Regions from separate parts of the Mus musculus genome. Here region 2 is linked to region 1. A link is a contact called in public HiChIP or PLAC-seq data. All regions are on one chromosome and are shown on one strand. The core of a region is the stretch at or near the end of the contact, and the rest is flanking DNA. Distances in the headings are between cores, read along the strand shown. Region 1 overlaps Cftr (cystic fibrosis transmembrane conductance regulator). Region 2 has its middle 26 kb from the start of Lsm8.

Region 1 (7,824 bases), core at 3,042-5,541:
AGTGACCATAGGTGTGTGGGTTCATTTCTGGGTCTTCAATTCTATTCCATTGGTCTACTTGTCTGTCTCTATACCAGTACCATGCAGTTTTTATCACAATTGCTCTGTAGTAAAGCTTTAGGTCAGGCATGGTGATTCCACCAGAGGTTCTTTTATCCTTGACAAGACTTTTTGCTATCCTAGGTTTTTTGTTATTCCAGATGAATTTGCAAATTGCTCCTTCTAATTCGTTGAAGAATTGAGTTGGAATTTTGATGGGGATTGCATTGAATCTGTAGATTGCTTTTGGCAAGATAGCCATTTTTGCAATGTTGATCCTGCCAATCCATGAGCATGGGAGATCTTTCCATCTTCTGAGATCTGTAGGAAAATGTTATTGGAGGACAGTCAACTTTATTAGGTATTTCTCAGTTGTAATGTTTTATCTTAAAGAAAACAGATTAGTCAACATAAAATATAAGAGAAAATTCATTAAAAACTAAAAATAGAAAATCTCTAACATCTTAGAAGTTATATGGACATATAAACTTTAGGAACATATAATAATTCTTTTATTTTCTAGAAAAATAAATCAAGACCAAAGAGAAAATGATTTGGTTAAAATCAGATACTTGATTATTTAAAATTGTATTTGATTTTATGTCTGCTAGTATTTACTTTACAGTAAGATATGCTATTTCATACTGCAATTCATGAGGCACCTAAGAGTTATGATGGAGTGGTTATTTGTATAAGTGTATTAAATAAAGCAATAAAATGCTATGATAGATTTTATGCAATGAAACTTTATGCTGAAGTTAAATATACATCACTATTTATGAAGTAATATCTTATATCTTTTTTATATTTCCAAAGCTGTGTTTGTAAATTGATGGCCAACAAAACTAGGATTTTGGTTACATCTAAAATGGAACACTTAAGGAAAGCTGACAAAATACTAATTTTGCATCAGGGCAGTAGCTATTTTTATGGGACATTTTCTGAGCTACAAAGTCTACGTCCAGACTTCAGTTCGAAACTCATGGGGTATGATACTTTTGACCAGTTTACTGAGGAAAGAAGAAGTTCAATTCTAACTGAGACCTTACGCAGGTTCTCAGTAGACGATTCCTCTGCCCCGTGGAGCAAACCCAAACAGTCGTTTAGACAGACTGGAGAGGTGGGAGAAAAAAGGAAGAACTCTATTCTAAATTCATTCAGCTCTGTAAGGAAAATTTCCATTGTGCAAAAGACTCCATTATGTATCGATGGAGAGTCTGATGATCTCCAAGAAAAGAGACTGTCCCTAGTTCCGGATTCTGAACAGGGGGAGGCTGCTCTGCCGCGCAGCAACATGATCGCCACCGGCCCCACATTTCCAGGCAGAAGAAGACAGTCTGTTTTGGATCTGATGACGTTCACACCCAACTCAGGCTCCAGCAATCTTCAGAGGACCAGAACTTCTATTCGAAAAATCTCCTTAGTCCCTCAGATAAGCTTAAATGAAGTGGATGTATATTCAAGGAGATTATCGCAAGATAGCACACTGAACATCACTGAAGAAATTAACGAAGAAGATTTAAAGGTATATACCCGTCAAGTCTTAAGATACATCTCATCCTAACCCCATAATTGGAGTAAATTTTGTCACATACTATGTATTTCATGGCATCCCATTGTGGTCTATGGGCTAAGGATACAAAGTCCATTACCTGTGTAAGCAACTTGAAACATAAAACTATTTCTGGTTATCATTGAAATATCATCCCCACCCCACAAATGTGTGGTAAGCCAAAACAGGGCCTCAGTGTTGAGTTTTTCTACTAGACTCATGAAATGATATTCACTTTTATAACTTAATAATTGTCTCCTTTAGTGTTTTTCTAGGAAAAGGCGGAATAGAGTATTATATAAACAAATACTTGCATTTATGTAGACACCAAAAAGTGTTTTTAAGGCATGGCCTTGATAAGGATTACACACACCTGGCTTCTTGACAAGATAAATTCACATTCCTGCCTGCATTTAGTTAGCATATATTTTCTAACCTTTCAGATTTGTGTTGTGTTTTTTAAAGGGTTTCTCTAAGGAAGATATGTGCAGCTCGGCATATATTAGTGACAGTAGTCAGATTAAAGTTCTTAACTCTATGTGTTAAGGAGCAAAACGACCTCTCTTAAAATAGAAAGCAGTGGAAAACAAGAGGGCGATTGTTTACCAGTGGATGTACCTTAGATGAAGTTAAAGCAGAGTCCTAGTGGATGATATATTTAATGGTGACTGTCTTTAATATAAAGTTAACTTTTGGGCAGTTGCAATTCATTTAGTATCTCTGGGCCTGAGTTCACTCTGTTGTGAAATAAAGGAATAAGTAATTCTCAAAAATATATGCTCGATATTTCTATAATCTAAAACTGATTTGCTAAAAGATAATTCATCTATATGATTTAATATCCATCTAAATAAAATTACCAAATTGAAGTATATACATTTTGGTTTGTGTGCATTTTAAAGAATGCTTTCTTTACCTGATTTTGTTACTAAGTTATCAATTATTTCACCTTCCAGGCAACACACTTTTTGTCTCCTTCACTGTGACATCATTGTCCCTATTAACAAAGAAATAAAATAAAGTTCTGAGAAATTCAGTATCTTCATACATTCAAACATCCTACGATGTTACCATTTGGTCTTGATTTTAAATAAAGGGCAGTTTAGTTCAACAATCTAATTTTTAATCAGTAAACCTTATTCCAGGTTAATAGGCTTCCTTCTTTGTGAGTCTAATGGCACTTAATGAACTTCATGGATTTTATGAGGGCATCGTTTCCCTTTAGAATATATAGACTCTCTTTTTCTCACATTTTTATAATGTAGCTTCCAAAAGACAAAGGCTTTTAGAGGCTGTATTTGGAATTGGATTTTGTAACTTAAGTTGTAGCTAGAAAAGCAACCATGTAATGCCTAAGGACTATACAAATATAAGCCAGCTTCTAAAATAGAAGACTCAAGTAGCTAGCAAATTCTACATTGCCCTTGTCTCTGGCTCACTGAATCAAGCTCAATCATGAAGAGTTTGGGAGCTTCACTCATTTGACAAAAGGTGTGGGCTGTAAAGCATTTACATGCTAAGGTTTGGGAAGTCTCACTGTGTTTGGTACTTTATAAACTATATTGCTTGAGCAGACATCCTATTCTCTGTGGCCATCATCACCCGTGGCATTTTTAGTGGCTTTTATTTTTTAAAGATCCTTGGCTGTAAATGGTACTGTTCCCTTATTTCCCTGAATTCATAATAAAAGCTCAGTGGCAGCATGGAGTAGGATTGTCTCAGAATCACACTTCTTTTCTCAGGAGTGTTTTCTTGATGATGTGATCAAGATACCCCCGGTGACAACATGGAACACATACCTACGATATTTTACTCTCCATAAAGGCTTACTGCTAGTGCTGATTTGGTGCGTACTGGTTTTTCTGGTTGAGGTAAGTATGTTTGTTTGGAAATTGTCACTGTGAGTTTAAATTTAGGATAAAAAAGCTGTATGTATTCATATGAGCATGTACACATGTGTATGTGCATGTGTACAACGGTAGTTTCCTGTAAAGTTCATCGCTTCTGAAAACCAAGAGGAGCTGACGAGGCAGCTATGTGGTTAAGGGCACTGGTTGCTTTCCCAGACAACCTAGCCAAATTCCCAGACCCCACATGGTGGTTTACAGCATCTGTAACTGAAGTCTCAGGAACCTGGTACTCTTTTCTGGCCTCTGTGTGTACAACATGTGTGTAGTACACAGATGTGTGCAGGCAAAACATTCATACACAGAAAAATAAGTTAAAACTTTTTAAAATCCACAGTTAGAATTACTATTGATATTTTAGTACTTCAGACATAAGGAAATATGCATAAATACAAATGCTATATATGATGAATTGTCATAAAATAAAATTTATTGGGAATATTTTTTATAATCAGCATATTTTGATTCATAAGTATTGTAAAGAGATTACTATAACAAAATCAATAACATAACTATGTCATCTCAAGTAACATTTTTTGTTGTTTTTGTGACAAGGGGTCCTAAAATCCACACATCTAACAAGTAAAATAATAGTTTGTTATTTATAATCCTCACATCATTTATTACACCTCCATACATTTAGTTTTTAACAGATTCAGAAGCCCAACCTACAAAGAGTGAATATGAGTTGAAGTTAAGTACTGAAAAGAATTCTAGATGTCCATCTAGATGATCTAATGAGGCAGGCAGTGACTCATGTGGTAATGATCCTTACTTGCCTGCTGTACCTTTGTCTCAGGCAGTGTTCATCGAGGGAAGCTTTCACAATGATGTAATTACTTCATTGTGTGCTGACCTGCTGCACAAGAATGCAGTATTAGTCACTCTATTATTTTTCCTGTTGCCATGATAAAGCACCTAAAAGTTAAGGAAAGGAGATATATATGTGCTTTCTGTTTGAGGGAACATATTCCACAGAGGCTGGGAAGGCATGATAGCAGAAGTAGCAGGTTGGTAGGTCATATTGCAAGCACACTTTGGAAGCAAATAGTGAAAAAGTGGGGCCAGGCTGTAAACCTGAAGGCCTGCTCAAGAACCGAAGGATTCCATAGCCTTCCTAAACAGCACAGTAGCTTGAGACCAAGTATTCAAACACAGGAGTCTTTAGCACATTTTACATCCAAATCATCAACAGTCACCTGAGGGGAAAAAAAAGACATTTTGGGAAAGGAAGTCAGGGGACAGGGGCAGGGTTCATAGTGGACAAAATTCAATGATGCACTTGTCAGAAAACAATCTAATGGTGTGCTTTTCTTTCTTTTCGTCTTCCTTCCTTCCTTCCTTCCTTCCCTCCTTCCTTCCTTCCTTCCTTCCTTCCTTCTTTTCATTTTTGTCAGTATCTTATAGGCATTGTCCAGTTAAATAGCTCTCAAATGCTAGATTAAAAGAAAGCAATGATATGCACAATTTTACAACTAAACAACATATTTGCTAATGTTTATGTTGTTTTCCTTCAATCAAAATTTACATAGACTTTGTTTAAGTCTAAACTTTTTTTCTTTGTGTCAGTGCCAATGTGTAGATTTCTTTTGGCTACTGGAATGTTTCTTGGTACATTCCATCATGGAACAGGTGCCAATCCACAGTGGCAGTTTAGTTTTTAAAGCACTGTTTAAGTCCTAAGTGACAAGAAATTCCCAAATGCATATCCTCCTCCATTAAAGTGATTTAGATAATTTTAAGTCTTAATAAGGACTGTATTTCCATTTAGATTTATGACTTTATAGCATCTCTTCTGTGTGTGATCCCTTTTGTAATAGGAAATAAACTTTGTGGCCCACGCTGTCTTTTCTTATTCCTTCACAGCTACTTAAATTAGTGGTGGGGGAAATAATATTTCTCAGTCATGTGTTATTTTGAAAAAGTGTATATTTTGTATTTTCCCTCAAAAGCAATGTTGTCTCTAAGTTCTTAACACTGAACAAATAGACTAATATTTCTATTGTGCTGCTCTTTCTAGTGCCCCTTCTTGGCAGTGTATTATGGACAAGAGAGGGAAAATGTAAACACTGGATTAATGGATGTTTACAATAACCTGATGGTGTGTAGAGTGCAGCATCTCAAGATCCTGTTTGCTCCTTGGTCTTGTGGTCTTTAAGACTGTGTCAAAGGCCTGCTGTGTCTGTTTGTTAATAAGGAGTTGTTTTACATCAGTAATAAAATGGAGATTATAGTGAACTTCTATAAAACTACCTTTGCTAGTCAGTGTTAGAGTCCCTTTAGCACATCATCTTTATTGTGAATGTGGATTTTAGGGTTATATTTGTCCCACAAAATATGTGAAAATCTGCAAATTATGGTGTATTACATTCCATGTGATATGGCACCGTGTGTTACCTCCCCACCTTAGGAATAAAAATGATTATTACTTATTTTGTTGCTGCTTCAGCGTAATCCTCCAAGAGTACCCTTCTTTGAAAAATTACATGAACTTTATATAGTCTTGAATCATTTTGAAGTGAAATAATAGTGTGTATTCCATTATCTCTTTAATTCCCAAATATTTTTCCTAAAGGCTTCCTACCAAGTATTTGAAAAAATTTTTATCTACTGTAGTCAGTAAATATAGCTTGGATTGGTCAATCTATGTGATAGACAAGAAACTACTTTGTTAGGATCTAGGCCTCCATTGGTAACTACGTATTTCTCTTATTGCTTCTATTCAGAGTGTGTTGGCAGTGCTGGTGCTGCTGATTTTTCTCTTCTTGGATCAAAGGAGATGTAATGGAGAAGTGGCTCAGAACATGTGCCCCATCTAGGGTCTAGAGTCATTTGATTAGTCTGAAGATTGAGGAAGACTTTTCTATAAGAATAAAGACATTTTAAAAGCTTAGATTATTACCAGGTTTCTAGTTTTGCATTAACTTGAGTCTTAAGACATCAGAAGTTTTTCTTTCTTACTGAGACAGTACACAGAGACTATGTGTACATTGAGAAAACATGACAATTAAAATAATACCATTAGATCTTCATCATAGAAGTTAATAAGATAAACTAAAATAAAATATATTATTTAAACAGACAACCCTTACCTTTCCTGTATGATTCAATAAATAGTGTTTGTGGAAAAATGAATGTGCAAAATGAGAGAGTGGAATTCCATAAGCTTAATGTGCTCTTAACCAATAGCAATTGCTGAAGTGACTTCAGAGGTGTAAAGCCAAGACACTAAGAGTGTGTGCACTTCGATGTTGGTCATATTGAATTTAGAAATGGGTGTGGAAGGCTTAGATAAAGACGCTAGAAAAAAATCAACTGTGGATTGTTCCATTGCAGGTGGCTGCTTCTTTATTTGTGTTATGGTTGCTTAAAAAGTGAGTATGCCACACTTTATGTGGATTGTGTTTTGTTTATATTTAGAGGTTATAAACTATTTTAATATATACTATGTTCATTACACCCTTCCATATTCCTGCTGATTATGAGGGGAGAAACCATGTTTCAATAATTCTTCAATTTCTGAGGAGACTGGGTCCCAGAACAAAGATACCAAATTCTGCACTCGTGCTCCATGTGTAAAACTGTTTTTTACACATACAATACAATAGTATTTTGCATATAGCCTAGGCATATCACCACATATACTTTAAAACATTTCTAGATTTATATGATGCCCAGTATAATGTAATTTTCATGTAAGTAGTTATATCCTTTAGAGAAATGATGATAAGAAAAATAAGTATGTGCGTGTTCACTAAAGATGCAATTTTAAGAATAATTTTCTCAGTAAACTGATGGCTGAATCCATAGATACACAGGAGATACATAAGGTTTGCTATATTTGTTCAAGTTGAAAGCTGTTCAGTGCCTTTATCTCTTCATTTCTAAAATATATGTTGTTTTCAGTTTTCATGAAATGCAATAAAATATATGAAGCAACAGTTCATATTTAATAGTTTCTACTAATTATTTTGTTCAAATAAGAATCAATTACATCTATTTCAATTATGAGAAACCTTAACACCTTTTGGCAATACAAAATTTATAAAACTAAGGGTATAGTCTCTTTTAAAGTCAGCATTTCATGTTTCCTTATACTTATTTTTATTAGTGATTCACTTGGCAAGTTTGGTTGTCAAATAATCCTTTTCTTTTGTTTTACAGCAACCCTGTTAACAGTGGAAACAATGGTACTAAAATTTCCAATAGCTCCTATGTTGTGATCATCACCAGTACCAGTTTCTATTATATTTTTTACATTTACGTGGGAGTGGCTGACACTTTGCTTGCCCTGAGCCTCTTCAGAGGTTTGCCGCTGGTGCATAC
Region 2 (7,824 bases), core at 2,608-5,107, 550 kb after region 1:
TGAACTTAAGGTCCCACACATTCTAACAGGCTCTACCGCGGGATTATAGCCTCTGTTTTATAATATGTTTAAGGAAAAGGACAAACTCTTCTGAGAGCCTCTTAGCATCACCAGCATAGTTTCAGATAATCAAAACTCTGTCAGTATGCTTTAAAATGAAGAAGTGACCTGTGGTGGCTATTACATTCTATTACAGTGTCTTATCATTGGTGACAGAGACCATGAAATAGTCCTCTTTGGAACTTCAGCATGTGGGAAAAAATACATACTACGTGCTCAGTGTGTGGCTTTAAAACTCTTCCTGGAGGAATTTCTGAAATTGGCTTTTAACTGTGGCCTCTATTCACATCACAGCCCTGCCACCTAGTGGCCAATTACCCAGATTTAACTACAATACCTCGGATGAAAGGTGCGAATACTGACTTGTTTATCAAAGAACTGAAGTGTAAAAGTATATTCAGCTTCATTAGGTAAGGAGATTCTAAGCCATACATAGAAAACATTTTACAACAATGAGAATGTTCAAACTTTTAATGTTTCGCTAAGCTGATTGAAATGAATGCCTATAGATAAGACGTTCGTCATTCCAATGTGTTCTCAGTATGTGACATATGCATCTTTATTCCAAGCAGTGTCTTTGCTCATTAAGATCAAGCATTGTTGCTTTTCCCTCATCTTCAATAAAGTCCTTCCAAGATATAGAACTCTGTGAAATAGGAAGATACATTGTTCATGTAGCATAAAAAATTGACTGGACCAAAGTTGATTGACTGTTTGGAGTGAAATTATCAGTTTTGATCGATTAGTGTGCTTGTAGCAATGACTGAATTAATCCATCAGTTCAACTAAGTAGGTTAATAGAAATGCTGTAATAACAAAAATATAAGCTGTGAGGAAGCACTTTCACTTTCATTGTTGATTAAATGAAACTCAGTAACGAAAACTCAATGTTTTCATCACTTGGAATTATATATGCTCAAGTGACTCATTTATTACTTACAATGCTAAAATACTAATATAAAAATTAATAATAATGCAGTGACTATCACGCGCAGGATAGGGGAAATGAATGACAGGGAGCTGAGAAGTAAGAGTACATTTTAATTTTAACTTCAGGAGTTAGGATTTGATACATCATAAATCTGTTACTAATCCATATTTATGAGTTACAAAATGTATTTTGCCTTAGCAGGAAGGCATAACCAAGTGTCTCTAAAACATGGTGCATTGTTCTGTCACTTGTCTGTGGTTTTTGGAGGGTATTAATATACTTTGATGCCAAATATAACAGATGTATGAACTCACACATCGATCTTCCTAATATTAGCTCTGGATGCATCGGTTATGTGAAAGAGGCTTACTTGTTTCTGATACTTCACACTTTCCTGATGACAGGAATGACCCCATTTTTCTTTTCCTCTCTGCTATTTAAGACATCTGAAGAAAGCAAAAGAGATTATTTAAATCAGGTCCTACTTACATACATGCAGAAATTGAGATTTTGGAAAAACTTGGCAAAAAAATCCAAGATAAATGAAACTAGTGGTTATAGATGGTTCCAGAACTCACATCTGCTGAAAGAGTAACTCTCAGAGGATCAGCCTTGAGGCTGCTCTGTAGCTTCACACCTGAGAGTGCATATACCACCCAAGCACAAGAGATGTGAGAGCCAAGCTCATGGTGCTTTATGTCCCTGGACACTTCCGTAAGCATTAGGAGTTCCAACTTCACCAAGTCACTTTGAATCCATGCATTGTCATGTTTCCTACTGAGAGGACAACATAAAACCCCATTTGTCTCCATTTAAGGACCAGAACTGATTTCAAAGAAAGTCTGTAAGGCACCAGCTCCAGGGACAGACCATAAGTCCTAGAAACTAGGCCATAAGACACCAGCTCCAGGGAAAGACCATAAAATCCAGAAAGCAATCATAAAACTCCTTCCCAAAGTATAGCCTGGGGATAACTATGAAAAAAACTTATCTCAAAATGGCAATCTGTGCTGGACAATCCCATTTCATCGTATGGTTAAACATTCATGAAATAGGAATGCAGACCACTGACCGCCTGTGACTCCCTAGCACTTACCAGTGAAATTTTAGATTACCTAATCTTTCTGAGGGTTCTCCTGGTTCCCTATAAAAAGGCCCACATGCCTTTGTCTGGGGTTACCATTTCAAAGAATGGTTGGCCTCTAGATGCTGGTTGTTTCTACAGAATAAGCACTCTTTCTCTGTGCATACTATCTGAGTCTGGAGTCTTCCTTCAGCGGCTTTCAGACCCTTATACTACACCCCCCTTTTCCCACGCAAACCCATTTAGTATCCTGTATTCAGTCAGTTATTTCAGCATCTTTTCCTTCAAATATCACACTTACCTTCTTGCCTTACTGAGACCTATCTGTCCTTGAAAGGATATCAGTGTAAGAACTGAGGTTAAGGGCGTGTCTTGCTCTATTTTAATGCTACTTCCAAATTATCATTTTCTCTTCTGAAAAAAAAATAATTACTGTTCTGATGATGTTTATGCCACGTGGACCACCACAGCTTGATTCATTCTACTCTTGTCTGCTAACCTCTATCCACGTCTGTAACTTTCACTAAAGTCTGCTTTTGGCATCACGTCTTCCATTCCACCCAACTTTCTGGCTCACTGGTCTTCAGCTATGTTCTCCCATGGTGTCTCCAGGACCCCTTCCTCATGGCGAATACCTCTTCCTTCTCTTCCTCCTCCTCACTCTTTTCCTTCCACTGCCTGTCAGAAGTCCTGTCCTATTCTGTCATCTGCCCAGACACTGACTGAAAAGCTTCTGTTGGAAAGTCAGAACATAAATGAGGAGCAATGTTTATACAAACTTGAAACAGGAGTACTGTGAATAATCACTGCAATGCCCCCAGACTGTGACTAGATATAGGTCACAGATATAGATATATCTAGATATAGATGCAGAGAAATCGGCATTTGAATAACACAAGGATAATTCTACACAGTGTACAATAACATGTCTATAGGAAACATCTGCAACAAACAAAATAACAAAGGAAAGAAATAGGTTTAAAGCACAGCTGGCGCCAGTAATTTATACATCTCTGAGATATTTTTATGGTGAATCCATCATTTACCTGTGTATTTTTAACTGCTTTTTACACAAATGTATTTCCTTACTTGGCCGTCAGTAATGGGAGTTAGGACAAGAACTAATAGAACAGACATTTAGTCAAAAAAACTCTACACTTTAAAATTCCTAGATTTATAAGCCAAGCAAAATGACAAACACACACACACAAACACACATACATACAACCTAACAAACAAGTGAATATAATAACAAACAAAACAAAGAGCATAGCCTTACTCAGAAGCATAGAACTTTATGCGAACTGTATATAAAACTGCAAGTACAGGCTTCAGTGGATCCACCTTCATTTGCAAGCAAATCAGAGAATGAGATAGTCTAAGGGTCCATGATTTGCTGAAGAATGATACCCTAGTCTCAAATAGTATGTAAATGCAAAGAGTGTTTGATTCTGCAGAAGTCCAGCATGCTGGGGTCACTCCCGTTACCAAGATAGAGAGACAATCACATGAGCTTGTAGGCCTGATTAAAAGCAAATTAGGGAATTCTAGGGTAGGTGACCTTTATTTTACTTGTCTCTAGGACATTCCATTACTGGGGCATGGAGGCTGGAAACTGTTGCTAAGGAAGTAGCTAAGGAGCTGTGGAAATTGCTGCTGACCCATTGTCCTTGCCTGAGGCCAGGTAGCAGGGCAACTTCTGAGGCCTGGACTTGCCTGGAACTGCCCAGTTCTTGTGAACAGATTTGGGCCTGGTCTCCTTCACTGCCAATTTATAGCCTGTCACGGGATCAGCCCAGCCTTCTCACTATGTCTTGTGTACAAAGACAACATGCTTAGTCACATTCCTACTGCTATAATCACAAGACAGAACCAGCTTTAAGAAAGGAGTTGAAGAACAAACAAAAGCAACTGCTATTTTAAAACCAACTTGAGCAGGAAAGGATTCTTATTTAGTTTATACTTCTAGGTCGAAGTTCATCATTTACAGATATGACAGTAGGAAATCAAGGCAGAAGCTTGGAGCAGAAACCATTAGGAAACACTCCTTACTGACTTACAGGACCATGTTTTAATTCCTTTCTAAAAAATAATAATTTTTTTAACTTAAATTCTTTTCATATACTGTATTTGAATGCAAGAGTCCTGCTCCAAACGGGTTGAAATGGAGCACAGCATTGGATGAAGGCAAAGACTGATGATCTCTGGCCTTATAATCTTACTATCTGTGCTTTAATAAGCACTGGTTTCCATTCTCTTACTATTTTCTGCTTTAATCTGAGCACAAAAATAGTGCAGGTCTCTTTCTCTGTAATTCTCTCTTGCTATTTTGTGATAATAGCACTGGTTTCTTTTCTCTTTCACTCAAGGACCTCTTTGCTGGCCAGGTGAGAGGCTTGGAACTCATCAACTGCACGAAGGAGAGAGATTAGGAAGGATAATAATTAAAATCTTTTACACAGGCAACATGTACACACACACACACACACACACACACACACACACACATACTGGCTGGACCCGACCACTCGTCTCAGCAACTTCACTAGTGTTCATACATACTTACATACATATACATATACTTATATATGCATATGTACATTTGGTGGATGGAACGAAAGTACCCATGAGCACAGTCCAATGATCAAGTGTCAATGCAGAAAAAAACTCATTCATTCTGCGTGAAAAAGAATCTCCAACCAAAAGAGCTTCTACCTTTTCATTTCTGAAAGTAAGAAAATGCCCTTCCCTTATTGTCTTTTTTAGTTCTTATACTTTCTCCAGAGAGTTGATAATATGGCCATCTTTATATTCCATAAGTTCATAGCAAGTTTAAGACACCAATTCAAAAGCCAGGTGTGGTGTCCCACACCTTTAATCCCAGCAGAGGCAGAGGCAGAGGCAGGTGGATTTCTGAGTTCGAGGCCAGCCTGATCTACAGAGTGGGTTCCAGGACAGCCAGGGCTACACAGAGAAACCCTGTCTCGAAAAACCAAAAAAAAAAAAAAGACACCAATTCAAGTCATAAATTGATAAGGAGTCACAAAAGAAATGTTTACATGTGTTTCCATTTAGACTAGTACCTGACTAAACATTCATTTTCTGTTACTAGCTCCAGAAGTTCATTAAAAGTTTAAAACAATAATTCTTATGTTATTAAGTTAGAATGGTTTTGTCAAGAGGCAAATTATCTGCCAATTGTCTAATTAGTTTTGAAGTTTTGTATTGATAAACAAGTCAGGGGTTTGCGGTGCACCACGGCTTTCTGCGCGGGCGGCATGGAGGAGCACAGCGATTCCGAACCTACCCCGGGATGTAGCGGGCCTGGCCTGGCTCCCGTTCGCGATGGCGGCGGCGCCCACACATGGGCTCCGGAGGACGCCTGGATGGGCACACACCCTAAGTACTTAGAAATGATGGAATTAGATATAGGAGATGCCACCCAAGTTTATATAGCATTCTTGGTTTACCTGGATCTCATGGAGAGTAAAAGTTGGCATGAAGTAAACTGTGTAGGAATACCAGAACTACAACTCATCTGCCTCCTTGGCACTGAGATCGAAGGGGAAGGGCTGCAGACAGTGGTGCCTACACCCATTTCTGCTTCCCTCAGCCATAATAGGATAAGGGAAATCTTGAAGGCGTCTAGAAAGTTGCAAGGCGATCCAGAACTGCCAATGTCTTTTACTTTGGCCATAGTGGAGTCAGATTCCACAATAGTCTATTATAAACTTACCGATGGATTTATGCTGCCAGACCCTCAGAATATTTCTCTTAGAAGATGACATCTGCCCTTCTTGGTGCTGACTTCAGTTCTGAAAGATTGGATGTGAGGCTCCTCAGCGAGCTGCTCGTCTTTTATCTCAGAGGTAGTCAGGGTTGACTTAGCTAGTCCCAACCCATAAACTTCCTTTCAGAATAAAGCCTTCTCCGATGGAAGCACTATATTGCTTGCAAATATAGTTAGCCTAGAACTTTCTTATCAGAGACAGTACAGTTGCATGCGGGTTTACACCAAGGATACGTGCAGAGTTGTGGAGCCTGGCGGTGCCTCTGCCATCCCACACCCGTAGTCGATAGACAGGTATCAGTGAGTGGTACGGAGAAAACGCTACAGCAAGAAAACGGACACAAGAGCACTAGCGTGGTCATGGGTGTGAATGACACGCCAGGCTATGAAAGTGACAATAGATACTGATAGTGGTTTCAGTAGGATGGCAGGCAGCAAGTGGATGCCTTTGTCCTTCTCCACATTTTATTTGTCATTTGTATTACTTTTATAATAAAACGGTTTAAATTAAAAAAAAAACAAGTCAATATTTTTCTTTTTTGTCCTTGCACCCACAATAAATTGCCCACTCCCAGTTTATGACTTTTAGTTACCAGATAGTAGTGTCCCAGCTAACCTAGAAGGGATGGTTTCCCTCATTGTTAATTTGTTCCAAGCCTGTTTTCTTATCTTAGTACAATTAGCCCATAACACATGAAGGTTTCCAGAACCCTATTTACACCTTTTTAAAGGGCTGGAAATTACATAAATTTAGGAATTCTGTAAAATTATTATTAGGAATTATGAAATTATCAATTTGTCTACCCAGCATTGCTACATTAGCGTACATTCTCACTGAGCTGCAGAGAATCTGCCCAATAGGGCCAACTAATACCCAGGAATCGTTAGCTTATGGAATAGTAACTGGAAGGGCAAATGAGTAGCAAGACCCATCCTGGGATGAAACCTCTGAAGGCCCTACAGTTCAGAGTTTACCCTTCACAGCCATGCAAGCCAGTGGACAATCTCCTGAAAACTTCCTTGCATGCTTTTAGCTTTTCCTAGATGGCTCCTGACATTTGATCATACCCTTTCCACTCCAACAACTCCTCCCAGATATTCCCTACCTCCCTAACCACACATTCTTCTGTTTTCTCTGTTTACTCTCTTCAACCCCATTAAACAAAACAACCAAAACTCAACCAAACTAATAAGACTAAAATACCAAAACAAACAAACAAACAAACAAACAAACAAACCCATGAATTCAGTTTTGTGTTGTTCAGCTACTCCTGGTCATAGAGCCTGCACTCGAGTATGGTTTATATACCCAGTGACACTCTCTTGGAGAAACCTGATTTTCCCTTTCCCAGCAGATGTCAAGTGCAAATAGATTCTTGATTAGGAATGTAACTTTGTGTTAACACTCACCTTCACAATGCTGGGACTTTGTCTGGTCTGAACATGTATAAGTCTTGTACATGTTTCTGTGGGTTCACATGTGAGTTAGTCCTGGTGTGTCTTGATTAGATACTTCCTTGAAGTCATCTACTAGTTACCTTTTTTATACAGCAGACACCTGATTAAAGATGGTACTGATACAAGAGACTGGGTCCTCAATATCAATTAGCAATAAGGAAAATGTCCCCTCATTCATGCCTACAAGCCAATCTTATGGAGTCAACTCATTAATTGAGATTCACTCTTTCCTGGCATGTTAGGCCATCAGTATAAAGTATGAAAAGCAGGAAAACTCACAGAACAAGATAATACAGAAGTAAAAAAGATAAGTAATTATTGTGGACTATTATAGATTATATATCAAAAAGTTGAAGAACCTAAGAAAAAAGATATTCTAAAACTAATCTTCCTACTATGAACAAGAAGGAACAGAAAATCTTATTAGAGCAATAAGAAGGAAATTGAGTCAATAATTTTAGATGGCATGGGCTAGGAGATTTGTCCAGAGTAAATACTGTC

Evidence for each region. HiChIP or PLAC-seq counts read pairs in DNA pulled down with a chosen protein or histone mark.
Region 2: a FOXA1 HiChIP or PLAC-seq map of pancreatic cancer cells shows a contact between it and region 1. The contact joins two enhancer-like sites. A contact is called at or near these places in 4 of 39 promoter capture datasets (the 3T3-L1 cell line, cranial neural crest, embryonic stem cells and 1 more) and 1 of 115 datasets of contacts at active chromatin or transcription factors (pancreatic cancer cells).

Annotation. Positions count from the first base shown.
Region 1 is chr6:18,266,865-18,274,688 of GRCm38.p6, forward strand. It overlaps Cftr (cystic fibrosis transmembrane conductance regulator), which reads left to right. Exons shown (of 27, transcript NM_021050.2): 14 at 856-1,564; 15 at 3,334-3,462; 16 at 6,835-6,872; 17 at 7,663-7,824. Among named protein-coding and RNA genes, the nearest start is that of Cftr, 100 kb to the left of the region's middle. Within about 2 kb of position 4,292, at least 37 of the 459 cell types and tissues checked have an H3K27ac peak or open chromatin away from gene starts, as enhancers often do. A contact at or near this core is called in pancreatic cancer cells, where this site is marked.
Region 2 is chr6:18,819,199-18,827,022 of GRCm38.p6, forward strand. It overlaps the pseudogene Gm5874. Among named protein-coding and RNA genes, the nearest start is that of Lsm8, 26 kb to the right of the region's middle. Within about 2 kb of position 3,858, at least 27 of the 459 cell types and tissues checked have an H3K27ac peak or open chromatin away from gene starts, as enhancers often do. A contact at or near this core is called in pancreatic cancer cells, where this site is marked.